Regions from separate parts of the Mus musculus genome. Here regions 2, 3 and 4 are each linked to region 1. The links are chromatin contacts, called in public HiChIP or PLAC-seq, Micro-C and promoter capture Hi-C maps. All regions are on one chromosome and are shown on one strand. The core of a region is the stretch at or near the end of the contact, and the rest is flanking DNA. Distances in the headings are between cores, read along the strand shown. Region 1 holds the start of Ggnbp2os (gametogenetin binding protein 2, opposite strand). Region 2 overlaps Synrg (synergin, gamma). Region 3 holds the start of Tada2a (transcriptional adaptor 2A). Region 4 holds the start of Ddx52 (DExD box helicase 52).

Region 1 (2,919 bases), core at 173-2,672:
GCCCAAGGGAGTCCCTTAAGTTAATATTAACTCAAGAAGTTCCTTTGGTCGGAAGCTACACATAGACTACAGTTCAGTTTTCTGTCTATTGTAACAACAGATCCTGCACATATTTTCCATCCATCTTGCTGCAGTCCCCATAAGGCGGCCGGCTCTGGGTGAGTCAGGGTAGCAGAGCCCTTTCCTCCAGTCTTACAGGGGTGGAAGTCCGCATGTGTGCAACCTGGAAAACAAGGTCAAAGGTCTCTGCAGTGTCCATTCTCCTAGACCTCGACAGCGCCAGCTCTTCATCGCTCACCCAAGTCTTATCTGGGTTCCCCCCCCCCCCCAGTGGGCTTTCCACCCCACCGGTCTCCAGAGAGCAGATCCCGGGTCGTCACTGGCAGGGACCCCGGCTGCTCCTGCTGGGCCTCCCCACTGGCCCTATTTTCACGCTCGTTTTGGTAAATCCGGGGCACCACGCAGGTCAGCCGAGCGCGACAGCACAGGGGGTTCCCCCCACCCGTACAAGCCGATTTCGAAAGTCGGGACACGAGCGAGGCGGCCGCGGTCTCGCGAGAAGAGGCAGGCCCCGCCTGGAGTTCGCGGCCCCCCCTCCCCGGCCCCACCCTCCCCACGTCCCCCGCCCTCCCTCCCACACTCCCCGTGGCGCGAGCGGCTGACTGAGCCTGGAGAGGAAACGGCAATCGCAGCCGCGCTCCCGCCCAGGCCGGCCCTGACGCGGGCCTCGTCAGCCGGTAACGGGGAGCAGAGGTGGGGGTCAGGGAGGCGTCCTCGAAGTCAGTGAAGGTCAGAACCGAGAGCTCTCTCTCTCCGACCCGGGTGAGGACTGGGGTCTGAGCTCGCCCCCACCCCAACTCTGCAGAGCCGAGGCAGGGTCGACCCCTCCCAGGGGCGGGGTGGCGCCGGGCAACTGCAGCCTAGGGGGCCACCCTGGGCGGGGCGCTCAGCCAGGAGAGAAGGGGTCAGCGGCAGGGGGTGCGGGCTTGGGCTGTGTAGCCGAGGCGGGGATGGGCTTCTGGAGCCCGGACTCCCGAGCTGGGCGGGGATGTCCCGGGGCCAGCAGGTCCTTTTCCGCCTCTCCTTTGGACCCTGACTGGAGGCCGGCGGGCGGGGGGGGGGGGGGTGGGTGGGTGGGGAGGGGGGGTCTGGGTGGGGGAGGGCAGGCGGCGCGAGGGGGCGGGTCCCGGCGCTGCGGGGCGCTGATTGGCTGAGCGCGTGTGGAATCGGGTGATGGGAAACGCAGCGCGGCTCTCCTGTCCTCTCTCGCTCCGCGCCCCCCCACCCCTTTCACCCGTGGCGAATGTGCTGCGAGGTGGCGGGTGCTTACGCTCGCGGGGTTTGGCTGTTGCAGGCAGGAGCTGGGAGGAGGCAGCAGCAGCGGCGGCGGCAGGAGCAGCGGCGGCGGCAGCAGCTGGGAGGAGGTGGTGACGGTGGCAACGGCAGCGTCGGGGACGATGGCGCGACTGGTGGCAGTGTGCAGGGACGGGGAGGAGGAGTTCCCCTTCGAGAGGAGGCAGATCCCCCTCTACATAGACGACACCCTGACGGTGAGCGAGCGGGCTGAGCGGGCCGGGCCGGGATGGGCCCGCTGCTCCCCGGCCTGGCAGCTGTTTCCCCTCCCCCAGGCCGAGCGCTGCGCACTGGAGAAAGAGTGTGTTGCAACTCCTAGGCGAGGCCGCCTCTCCGATGGGCCCCACGAACTCGCCATTGCAGCGGGGCCTCTCGGTACCCTTGGCAGGCCCCAGATCCAGCGCCCCGAAGGCACTTGGAGGTCCCCTGCTCGGGTCTTCCTCCCTCTCCGAACCTTTGGCCTTTAGGCCTGCCTTTGAGACGCTGTTTGCCTAAGCACGCGCCGGGGAGAAGGGTTGAAGGAGCTGGGGCGTTTAGGGCCTGTCCTCTCCAGAAAGCACTTACCCTCCGGGAGGCTCAATTAGTTGAAAATGTCGCAGCTGCATTGTTACCTGTGTGTTTCCCGTTTGAACACTGTAGCTATCTCTACATAAGTGTAATTACTGAGGGCAGAGTGACATTCTCTTGCACAGCGAAGATTCCACCTAAATGATTTGATTTCCTAATACGTCTCACATTGCCTAGTACATTATAATTCTTGAAATGGTTGGGTTAAGCCATGACTCTTCAAAATGGGCCTTCGTGGCATTTTTTTGGTTTACAAGTAGCCCAAGACCAAGTTATTGACTGTAAAGTAGTATGAAGAACTGACTGCTCATTGTGGATAGAAAAACACAAACGTGGGAAGATGGTTGTTTTAAGACTTGGTGTTGGTATACCTTTGCCGACCCCTCTACCCGGTGTTGTAGTACTGTTTCCTTTAAAAGGAAATGGCAGAAATTTGAGTTGATTCTGAGCAGGAAGTAAATGCAGTTGCTTACCACAGTTAAATGAACCTTCTCCGAACAAGTTTTGAAATCTTCATTTTGATGCTGACGCTCCTGGATTTTGCACTCGCCCATTGTGATCTGATGTAGATAAGTCTTCCAGCCTTTGACTTTTTTTCCACTCAAAGGCAGATCGGTTATCTTCCTGAAAAAAAAAAAAGTGTAGTTATGTACTGAAGGTTTTAGCATTTTATGTAAAATGCAAGTCATTGTGGAGATGCCAGTCTGAGCCTTTTTGCCAGTCTCAAGAGCTTCAGTACTTTTAAAAAATTAGGGAAGCTATTGACTGGTTCACTTCGATGGAACTTTGCAATGGAAAGCATGCTTTAAAAAAATAGTCTAATGATTTGACATAAAGTAGAATTTATATTAGAAATTACTTGTATGTATTGGTTATGGTTTCTTATTTTCTTGAATTTTAATTTTAATGGGCTTATATTAAAAATAGTTTTAAAAAAACAAGCTAGAAACCAGTTAAATGATTTTTTTCTCAGTATGATAGTGCTTGGTCATAGTTCAT
Region 2 (3,182 bases), core at 382-2,881, 860 kb after region 1:
TGCCTTTTCCCTGAAATCTTTATGTGTTTTGGGTTTGTGACCGGAAAAAGAATTCTGTCCCCACGGCTCCTCATTCTCTCTTCCCTCTACAATGGAGCATGTAGTTTCAAGTCTGGATACTCACTGCTAACCTTCACTGGTCTTTGAGATTTGCATTAGTTAATTAATATATTGATTGATTAGTTGCAGTGCTGGGATAAAACCCCTGTGCTTTGTAAATACTCTACCACTGAGTCAGGCCAAAAGATGTTTTCTTAAGAATGGAAACAGTGTCAAGTTTAGTTCTCTTGTTCCGTGGGTTGTTTTAGCTTCAGCACTTATTATGGTCATGTGTATGACGTCTCTAGTGGTCTGTGTGGCACACGTGTGCCAGGTGTGGGTGCACAGGTCGGAGGACAGCCCAATTGCTGTTACCTCCTTCCAAATTCTCTCGGGGCTTGTTTGCTTGCTTTTTGGTTTTACTGTTTCAATATATCCTCGGCTCGTCTTGAACTCACAATCCTGTCTCAGCCTCACGAGAGGCCGAGGGGATCACTGGTGTGTGTCTCGCTCCTAGCTAAGCTTTAGTCTTGCATTGCTGAAGACTGTGAAGAAGATGTTTCTACATGTATTCATTTATTTGGTGCTGAGATTAAACAAGCATTTGTGGATGCTCGAAAGCATGTAACCAACTGAGCTCAAGAGCTTAAAGCTGCACTTCAGTTCTAGGCCACATTAAGGACTTCTGGGTCTACAAGGGGCAAAGGTTAAATTGTATCCCTGCTTTTTTAAGAGGGGAAAAAACCCCCAAAAACCAAAAAAAAAAAAAAAAAAAAAAAAAAAGTTTCAAGGGACACTGTGACTTCAATTTGATACCAGCCAGGTATTTCTTTGGTCTAACTGAAAAACACAAATTACACACATCCCCACACTTTCAAAATATGCCAAAGAATCGTTTATTAACACAGGACTTACAGATCGCAGGAGAGAGTACAGAAGAGCTAGAAAGGAAGCATCAGAGTAAGCATGCAGCCAGTGTTTGCAGAAGAGGAGGATAAAGCAAGTTCCCAACGACACATTCACACACAAGTGTCTCTACTGAAAAGACATCAGAAAAGCAGCCCAAAATAATAAGGCGCTGATTAAAATACAAAGATTTTCCATGTCAAAAAGAGCTACTTCACAGGCAAGTAGCCCCAGAGGGCTTGCTGGCTCTGAGAAAGTCACAGATCAGAGCAAGCTCTTGCTGCCAGACAAAGGAGCTTAAAGACCAAACACCAAGATGCTGCTGTGCCAGAGAGAGTAAATTTAGGGGGGTGGGAAAGCAGCCTCTTTGAAATGATAAGCAGCAAGGACTCAAAGGGTTAAATGTAATGATATGCAGAGAGAAACCAGGCAATGTTATTAGTATATCTATCTACCTTCATACAAAGAATTAACAGCACGGGTCAGAGAAGTATCCCCTTCAGAGTTAAGTTAGGGTTTCCAGGCAGGATTACGGTCCAGGGACAGTAACCATCCAAGTTTTTCTTTTCTTTTTTCCCCATCAGCCCGCTTATTTCTCCAGGATGTCTCAGACTAAGAGAGCAACAGATTCCACGGTGAGCGAAAGGGTAAAATAGAGTCACAGCGCGCTGAGGCAATGCCTGCGCTCACCTCTCCAGTATTTTACTCAGGCAGCAATCTGCAGTCTTGCTCAGCAACACATTAGCGTGACAGTCGGCATCAACCCATCTTAACAACCGCTCTGAAGGAAAGGATACTGCTCCTCCCCCAAGGGAGGTTTACAGAACAACAGAAGGGAACAATCTGCATTTAAGGTCTCCTCCCTTTGAACAGAGCTGTCTCCAACATGACAGGTTCCATTCTGGGAATGTTCCAAACATACAGAGAGAACACGAGCGAGTGAGCGAGTGAGCGAGCACAGATTATTTAACAGGTCCATTGGAATGAACTCAGTCAAAAGCCAACCTCCCCTTCCCAAAGAAAAGGTGGGAAAAAGACATCCCAGACCTGGATTAACTCATTTCACAAAGATGTGGTTTGGCACTGTGAAAGAATATAGATTCATTTTCAGAAAAATAGCCTCTAATTAATAACTTCAGAGTCCAAAAGGCTAGTATACATGTTGTGAAATTGTTTTTAAATAAAAATCAAATGTCGTTTAAAAAACAATGCCCCTTTGCAACCAAGTGTTGTGGCTCACGCAGCTCATATTAAAAATAACAAAGCATCCTATCAAACAAACAACACTGAAGGGGAAAATATAAAAAATGAAAAGAAAAAAAAAAAGGAGAAAGTACTAGTGATGGGCATCAGGAGCTGAGCCAGCCTGCTGCATCAGGCAAGCCCTCAGCCGGCAGCAGGCAGGACGGGGATCATCGCTAACTGCGTCCCATTCAAACCCAGCATAAGAAACTGCCAACATTTCAGTAACAAAGGGCGCCATTGCCAGTTTGAAATCTGCGGACTCCACAGCACTTCACAATGTCTGCTGAGTCTGTAAACGTACAATGTCTTACCTGTCCCTCTCAGGTAGAGAAACGAACCCTGCATGTGCACACTACATTTTCTAGAATAATACAGTAATACCGAGATAGTTCTCATTATTAAAGGCCACAAAGTAGGTTTATCTTTCTATATACATATCAAAAAAACAAAACAAAACAAAACAAAACAAAATAAAAACTAGGACACTTGGGAATCTAGTTCTTGTGACACAAAGTTAGACCCGAGAATAAACTGCTACATGTAAAGCCACACAGGGTTTAAAGAGGGCTCTCTAGAAAGAGGTTCTCACACATCAGAAGTTAGTAGCTACCCTAGCCTATCATCTACAGGGTTATTACAACTTAATACTGGCAGTAACACTGCAAAACTGTAACACTGAAAACAGGTCTGCTCCCCGCCAGGCCCTGACCCACAGAGCATCCCTAAGTGACCTCTTCACTCTTCTCAGGGGAGCTGGCAAGCTGAACTACAAGTGTGGGGAGTTCGTTCACTCTCTTGGCCTAGTCAGAGTCGGTTTCTGTAAACCAAACAAACACTGTCTTAGCAACCCTAATATACCAAAGAGGAGACAAAAGAGGAGGGCAGGCACTGCTAGTCCCTCTCACAGGCATGAAGAAACACTGTACACACTGCCAAATTCTTTATAAAACTTCTGGCTGTGTGGGGTTCACTGAGCAGTGGGTTCGTATGGG
Region 3 (3,052 bases), core at 511-3,010, 740 kb after region 1:
CTATTCTTTTCTTAAATACATTGATGTCTACCCTTCATGGAATTCTATCATATCCCAGTGAAATAAAAAAATCCAACCAAAGTTTACCAAGTGATGTGGGACCTGGGTCCAGGCTGTTTTCCATCAAATCTCTTTACTTGGATCTGCTCCAGCCACTCTGACCTTCTTGCTTCTTCTTCTCCATGCCTATCAAAGCCACGCACCAGGGCCACCGTACCTGCTGAGTCTCATCTATGGTTCTCTCTAGAAATCTGGAAGCTTCTGTTTCTCATTCAATAATTGGATTTCCTCTTGTGTGTTATGTCTGCTAGGAAGCCTTTCTTCCCTATCCTGACTAAAAGAAAATCTATCACTGTTATATCTGGATCCTGATTTATTTCCCATAAAACCACATTATGAGGCATTTAAAAATATTTGTTACTTATATATTAATATGCAACATACTTATATTTTATTGCTTATATATAAAATACACAAACCTTATGTGCAAGAGCATATACTTCGCTCACTACCAAATTCTCAGCACCCAGGGAAGTGGCTGTTCGTTGTGCTTTTGTGAAATGAATGGATTTGGAGAGTCAGTAAATGTGAAGTACTCTATAGCATCAACTGTTTATTTAACGTGGTGGGGATGACTTTCACATGTGAATTTTTAATGTTTTTTCTTTACTACTCTTTTTTTTTTTGAGACAGATCTCTTACTCTGTAGCCCAGATTGATCTCAATCTCAAAGCAATTGTCCTGCACTCTCCAAGTGTTGAGATCACAGATGTGAGCCACTAATTGCACCCAGCTGCAGATTTTATTTTTATTTTAACAATAGACTTATATTACCTGTGTACCAAAAAACAAATCAAGATGCCACACGGGCAGATATCGTATAAATGAATTCCAACAGAAATTGGGCAAATCTATGAAACAGATTTTTAAATAGATATACAGCATAATAGTTAAGATCAAGCCATGGGTTGGAATAGAGCTCTTCCCCAACACTTGGTAGCACTGTGATCCTAAGTTATATATTTCAATGCTGGACCATGAGGACAGTAACAGTGCCTCCCTCAGAAAGTTGTTTTAGACGAACCCTTATGTGTAACCCGCTTTGTACAATGCCTGGCATGCAGTATTGAAGGACTCCACAAATGGAAGCTCTTATAAGAATCTATACTATTAGTAATAAGAGATGTTGGGACATACCTAGCCCTCAAGAGTGACATCAGAGTGGACCACCACATCATCACTGCGTTTCCATGTGGGCCTCTGAAGCCCAGGCAGGGGATGGGTCTTTCCAGAGAAGGCAATTTCGACGTCCCAGAAGCATCAGAATAAAAAGGACCCTCTTCACCCCTCAAGTCATTCAGTCCGGGTAATCCATGAGTGGCATGATGCGCCCGGGGCTCGTCATCCTCCAGTCCAGAGCCTGGGCAGCCTCAGTTTCTTTGCTTGCAAAAGAATTGGAATGGGACTGTTAAGAAAAAAATCTAGACTGAAACAGCGGAAGCCGCCTTAGCACATGCCACCGGGCCGCTTGTGGCGACGGAGAAAGTGACAGCAGGTCAGACTTCAGAGCCCACCGACTAGCAGCCAGGTACCACGCTCCCCATCCCGGGGCGGCGCCACCGGGACCCGCCCGCTGCCAGACTGGAGGAGGCGGGACCGCCTCGGCGTGCTCGCGGCACGGGACCGCGCACGTGAGTCGAGGCCGCGCACGCAGGCCGCGGCGCGCACGCAGAGTCTGCACAGCGCGCGCAGCGGCGGGCTCTTCGGCGCCGAGGTGCGGGACGTGGCGAGGTGAGGCGCGGGGCCGAGCGGCGGGAGCGAGGGCACGCGGGGTCACGAGGTGCCGGCTGGCGCGGCGGGGCCACGCGGCGGGGGAGGTTGGCGCGGCCGGGCGAGTCCCGAGCCCCTCCCCCCGGCGGCTGGCGGTGCCGCAGCTCCGTATTCCCGGCTGGGCGGTGGAGCACGGCCCCGGCCCACCTGACCCGCCGAACCCCCACGTGGGTCTCCGCGCCCCAGTGTTTAGCACTGTTTTGCGGTCGAGGCCCGGCTACAGTGACCTGCCCAAGACCGTGCAGCTCTAAGGATGTTAACTGCACAACTGCCAAGCCCGCGGCTCCCCTGTGCTCATGGGATCCTGCCCCTCCATGCCTTCCCTGATCCCTCTTGTAATTAATTTAAATGTAGCCCATCTCTCAAGGATGTTAGTGTCACTGCGTGGTCTTCTAAGGAAGGAGAGGAAGGAGGATTTTGCTTTCTGCAGCATTGTGCTTTGCAATGTGAAGTGTTTGTCAGAACGTACTGTAGAATCTTTGCCACTGTAAAGGTCTTGATAGAGCCCTGCTGTTCACCAGGCTGTAAAAACATTGTGCAAATACCCCAATCTTTAGCGCTTCATTTTCTTGGGGAAAACAGCCTATGTCAGGAGATTGTTAGGATTCCAAGATATAGTCCCCGTACTAAGATTACATTTAGTACCTGACATATGCCTTTGTTAATTTTTTTTTTAATTAATTTTTTTTTTTAGTCAGCCTCATGTATCTTGGGCTAACCTTGAACTTAATGTAGCCAAGAGTTTCCATGAACTGATCGTACTGTCTGTACCTCTGGAGTACTGGGTTTGTTTGCTCAATGGATGCTGGAGTGTGAATATAAAGCATCCTTGCTAAAACACCCTACAACTGAACTACTGAGCCACAACGTTCTTCAAAGATCATTTTTCTTGGAAATAGAGTAAAAACTCACCCCTACCCAAAATAGCCTAAAGTTTGACCCTCAGCCTTCTTATCTAAGCATTGCATATACTTTGTATGTCAGTCCCCAAGCTAAAAATGTCAACGTGAAAAACCTATTTTGGTTGGAGAGATGGCTCAGCGGTTAAGAGCACTGGCTGCGCTTCCAGAGGTTCCGAGTTCAAATCCCAGCAACCACACGGTGGCTCACAGCCATCTGTAATGGGATCTGATGCCTTCTGGTGGGTCTAAGGACAGCTACAATGTACTCATATAAATAAAATAAATAAATCTTTAAAAACAAAAGGGGGGGGGGCTGGAGA
Region 4 (2,925 bases), core at 6-2,505, 930 kb after region 1:
TTGCAATGCTCCACATTCATCTGAGACGGACTTCTTGTTTCCGAAGAAGTCTAGTCCCTTCAGGACCTCCAAAGACTCGGAATCGAATTTCCTTTTTCCTACCTAAAACCCCAAAAGTTTTAAATGAAATTTACTGCCAGAACTGTTTCCATCCAACCGTGACTGGCTGTACGGAGGACGCAGGTTCAGTAATTCGCCTTTTTAACCTTTTCAAACAAGATTCTGTTGAGCTAAGTAGTGTGTTTAGGCAAACAGAATCCTATCAACAACAACAATGAATATTTATATACATTTACTACACGTCAAGGATATTTATTAGATATTAAATTACTTCATCCTCACACCAACCCTACAAGGTAAATAGCAGTGAGACAGAAGAGGGGAAAAAAAAATCCAGGCACCAGCAAGTAACTTAGTGAAGATCTCAGAAGTATTCACTAGCAGGCCCTGCATTTGATCCCAGAAATCCCTGCTCCAGGGTTCAAATGTAACCACAACACTGCAGTCAGGACGAAGAAACACAGACATCACCCTCCACAAAGGCTGTATTTTACAGTAAGGCTTATGTTTAAAATGTTTCACAAGTGAGTCCCAACTGACTTCCTTTCATGCTCACTACTTCTTTAAGAAACCCCCCGCATATCAGGATCACACTTTTGGTTGGCTACTTAAAATGTGGTTGGTTAGAGTGATGAAAAAACAAAACAAAACACCCCAACTCTCCACTGCAGTACAGCTATCTGTACATTAAGTCAAACTTGGGTAGCTTACAGTGAAAGCGTGCTTTCTTAGTTTCTAAGAGGGGTCTCGGAAAGGATTCCAACTTTGTGAGTAAAGTAAGATACCTGGGAATCAAAATGTCTGTGCCAGGCTCAACTGAGTCTACCGGGGCTCAGTAAACAGTCCTTCAGAAGTCTGGGGTAAATCTTAGGTTAAGCTAAATCCCAGGAGGGAAATGCTTGGGGGTGATCGGAGCCTGGCCTCGGGGTCTCCAGCGCGCCGGCTGCCCGGTTGGCGGCGGTCTCAATCTCCGGATCCCGCCCCTTCTCGGTCACGCGGCTCCCCGCGTACAGAAAGTACCTGGAATCGAGTAGCGTCTGCTGAGAAGCGCTTCACGTCGAACTTGGCGCCGGCTCCAAGCCGGCGAAACAGGTCGTAGGAATCCATCTTTACCCAGAAGGCCCCACGGCCTCCCGGCGCCTGCGTTTACCACTTTCTATCCGCGACTGCTTCCGCACAGGCCGTAGCGGAAGTCGCTCCAGGAGGCGGAGCCTGGCTGTGATAGGCGTGGAAAACGTGTGAGCTGGGAATTCGTTCACAAAATCCAAAATCGACGCTTCTTGTGCGTGGGAGTGTGCTAGACGTTTAGTGATAGTTTGATGAGCAACACGCCAATATTCTGCATTTTCGGTTACCGTTTAGAAAGGACAGAGATACTATTAACCAGTTACTGTAACTGAGGAAAATGGAAAGCATCGTGAGGCAAATTAAAAGCTGTGATGGGTTGAGAAGGGGTAGAAGCTAGTTTAGTTAGATTGGTTAAATTCAATCAAATTTGAACTGAGAAGGGGCCACTTTCCCAAGACATGGGAACAGCATTCCAGGGAAGAGAAAACCCATCTGAAGAAGGAAACGGATCTGAAACCTTGTTAGAACAGAAGCCGATCTGAGTTGCTCTCCAGTGCCACAGAAAGAAGGAAAAGGGGGTGGGTGGGGGGAGGGATGAAGGAAGAAATGAAGAAAGGAAAGAAAATTGGAGTAGCTGGAGCTAAGCTTACAGGGGCAAACAAACCAGGTCTCAACGCTGTAACAAGGGCATGATGAAGTATTTAGGTTTTAATCTAAACATGCTGCAAAACCAAAATTCATGGAAGGAGCAACTATCTTAGTTTATCCCATTTGATTTTTAGATTCATTCTCATTGTGTTTGAACTACTCGACTTTTTAAGTTTTGTATAACCTGTCTTCTGGAATGTAAGTCCACAAACATGAAGATCTATTTTTGCTTTATGATTGTATCCCTGGTTCTGTTTGCTTTCCATAAATGTTTGATGAATGAATTCGTGAAAGGGCCATACATGATTATTTGGAGTTATTTGGAGAAGGGACATGGAACAGATAAGAGTAGAAATGGAGACTAAAGTAGCTGTTGCTTTTATCTGGGTTGATAGCTATTCAAATGTGGATGGATTTGGGCTACAGTTTGGATATAGAGTTTAATGTACCTGATGGAGTTTGTGTAGGGTGAGGAAATGGATCCAGAGGTAGCTAAATATTGTGGTTTGAGCTGGGATGATGGCATGCCATTTACTGAACTAAGAAGAAAGGAAGAGCAGCCTTTTGGTGAGAATGAGAATCATGGAATTGTTACGTTTGTAGACATGTAGATCTCTACTTGATTAAGTGAAGACATCCAATTAGGTACTTGGACCCAAGAGTCTGAAGCTCAGGACTGAAGGCTGGAGAAACAAAACTGGGAGACATCAAAATATAAATAATACAATGCATAGACTCAAACATCATATGTCCATATCATTTGTGGATAGATCTATGATATAGAGAGGAGAGGGGGAAAGTTCAGTTCTAGTGAGACTTTCATTCTCGAGGAGAGCAGATGTGGAGTGAGCATAAGATGTCATGAAAATCTCTTCCCTGACTCCTCCTTACAGCTAACAGTGGGGACATCTTACTCTTTTAAATATATTTACTCCCTCTCTATAAATAGTATTTTGAGGAGACAGGAAGATGGCTCAACAGGTAGACACCAACCCTGCAAACTTGATGATCTGACTTTGATCCTGAGAACCCATGCAGAAGAACAGATAAGGCTGTGAAGACGTTTGTAGCATTTAGCTTAGGCAGGACCAAAGTTTATCCACGTTAATACAGTGGAGGTTATGGTCTCTCCCATCCAGTTATAGCCCC

The links. Promoter capture Hi-C pulls out the DNA fragments that hold promoters and counts their contacts. Hi-C and Micro-C count contacts between places; a contact is called where the count stands out from the background. HiChIP or PLAC-seq counts read pairs in DNA pulled down with a chosen protein or histone mark.
Region 2: a contact with region 1 is called in an H3K4me3 HiChIP or PLAC-seq map of embryonic forebrain, with 6 times the contacts expected there. The contact joins the enhancer-like site here to the promoter of Ggnbp2os in region 1. A contact is called at or near these places in 1 of 39 promoter capture datasets (hippocampal neurons) and 5 of 115 datasets of contacts at active chromatin or transcription factors (bone marrow-derived macrophages, differentiating embryonic stem cells, embryonic forebrain and 2 more).
Region 3: a Micro-C map of embryonic stem cells shows a contact between it and region 1, with 6 times the contacts expected there. The contact joins the promoter of Tada2a here to the promoter of Ggnbp2os in region 1. A contact is called at or near these places in 7 of 39 promoter capture datasets (the 3T3-L1 cell line, 3T3-L1-derived adipocytes, the C10 cell line and 4 more), 1 of 484 Hi-C or Micro-C datasets (embryonic stem cells) and 9 of 115 datasets of contacts at active chromatin or transcription factors (bone marrow-derived macrophages, embryonic hindbrain, embryonic midbrain and 5 more).
Region 4: a contact with region 1 is called in a promoter capture Hi-C map of pre-B cells, with 2.8 times the contacts expected there. The contact joins the promoter of Ddx52 here to the promoter of Ggnbp2os in region 1. A contact is called at or near these places in 11 of 39 promoter capture datasets (the 3T3-L1 cell line, 3T3-L1-derived adipocytes, the C10 cell line and 7 more), 2 of 115 datasets of contacts at active chromatin or transcription factors (embryonic midbrain and neural tube) and 1 of 9 other capture datasets (liver).

What each region holds. Positions count from the first base shown.
Region 1 is chr11:84,868,508-84,871,426 of GRCm38.p6, reverse strand. It overlaps Ggnbp2os (gametogenetin binding protein 2, opposite strand), which reads right to left and starts at 1,422. Exons shown (of 2, transcript NR_131201.1): 1 at 1,331-1,422; 2 at 1-223. It overlaps Ggnbp2 (gametogenetin binding protein 2), which reads left to right and starts at 637. Exons shown (of 14, transcript NM_001364114.1): 1 at 637-822; 2 at 1,355-1,550. The coding sequence starts at 1,458.
Region 2 is chr11:84,009,815-84,012,996 of GRCm38.p6, reverse strand. All of the region lies in intron 13 of Synrg (synergin, gamma), which reads right to left. Among named protein-coding and RNA genes, the nearest start is that of Synrg, 47 kb to the right of the region's middle. Within about 2 kb of position 1,631, at least 21 of the 459 cell types and tissues checked have an H3K27ac peak or open chromatin away from gene starts, as enhancers often do. A contact at or near this core is called in embryonic forebrain and hippocampal neurons, where this site is marked.
Region 3 is chr11:84,128,276-84,131,327 of GRCm38.p6, reverse strand. It overlaps Tada2a (transcriptional adaptor 2A), which reads left to right and starts at 1,760. Exons shown (of 16, transcript NM_172562.3): 1 at 1,760-1,791. It also overlaps a transcript of Acaca not described here.
Region 4 is chr11:83,940,420-83,943,344 of GRCm38.p6, reverse strand. It overlaps Ddx52 (DExD box helicase 52), which reads right to left and starts at 1,255. Exons shown (of 15, transcript NM_030096.2): 1 at 1,081-1,255; 2 at 1-102. The coding sequence starts at 1,167.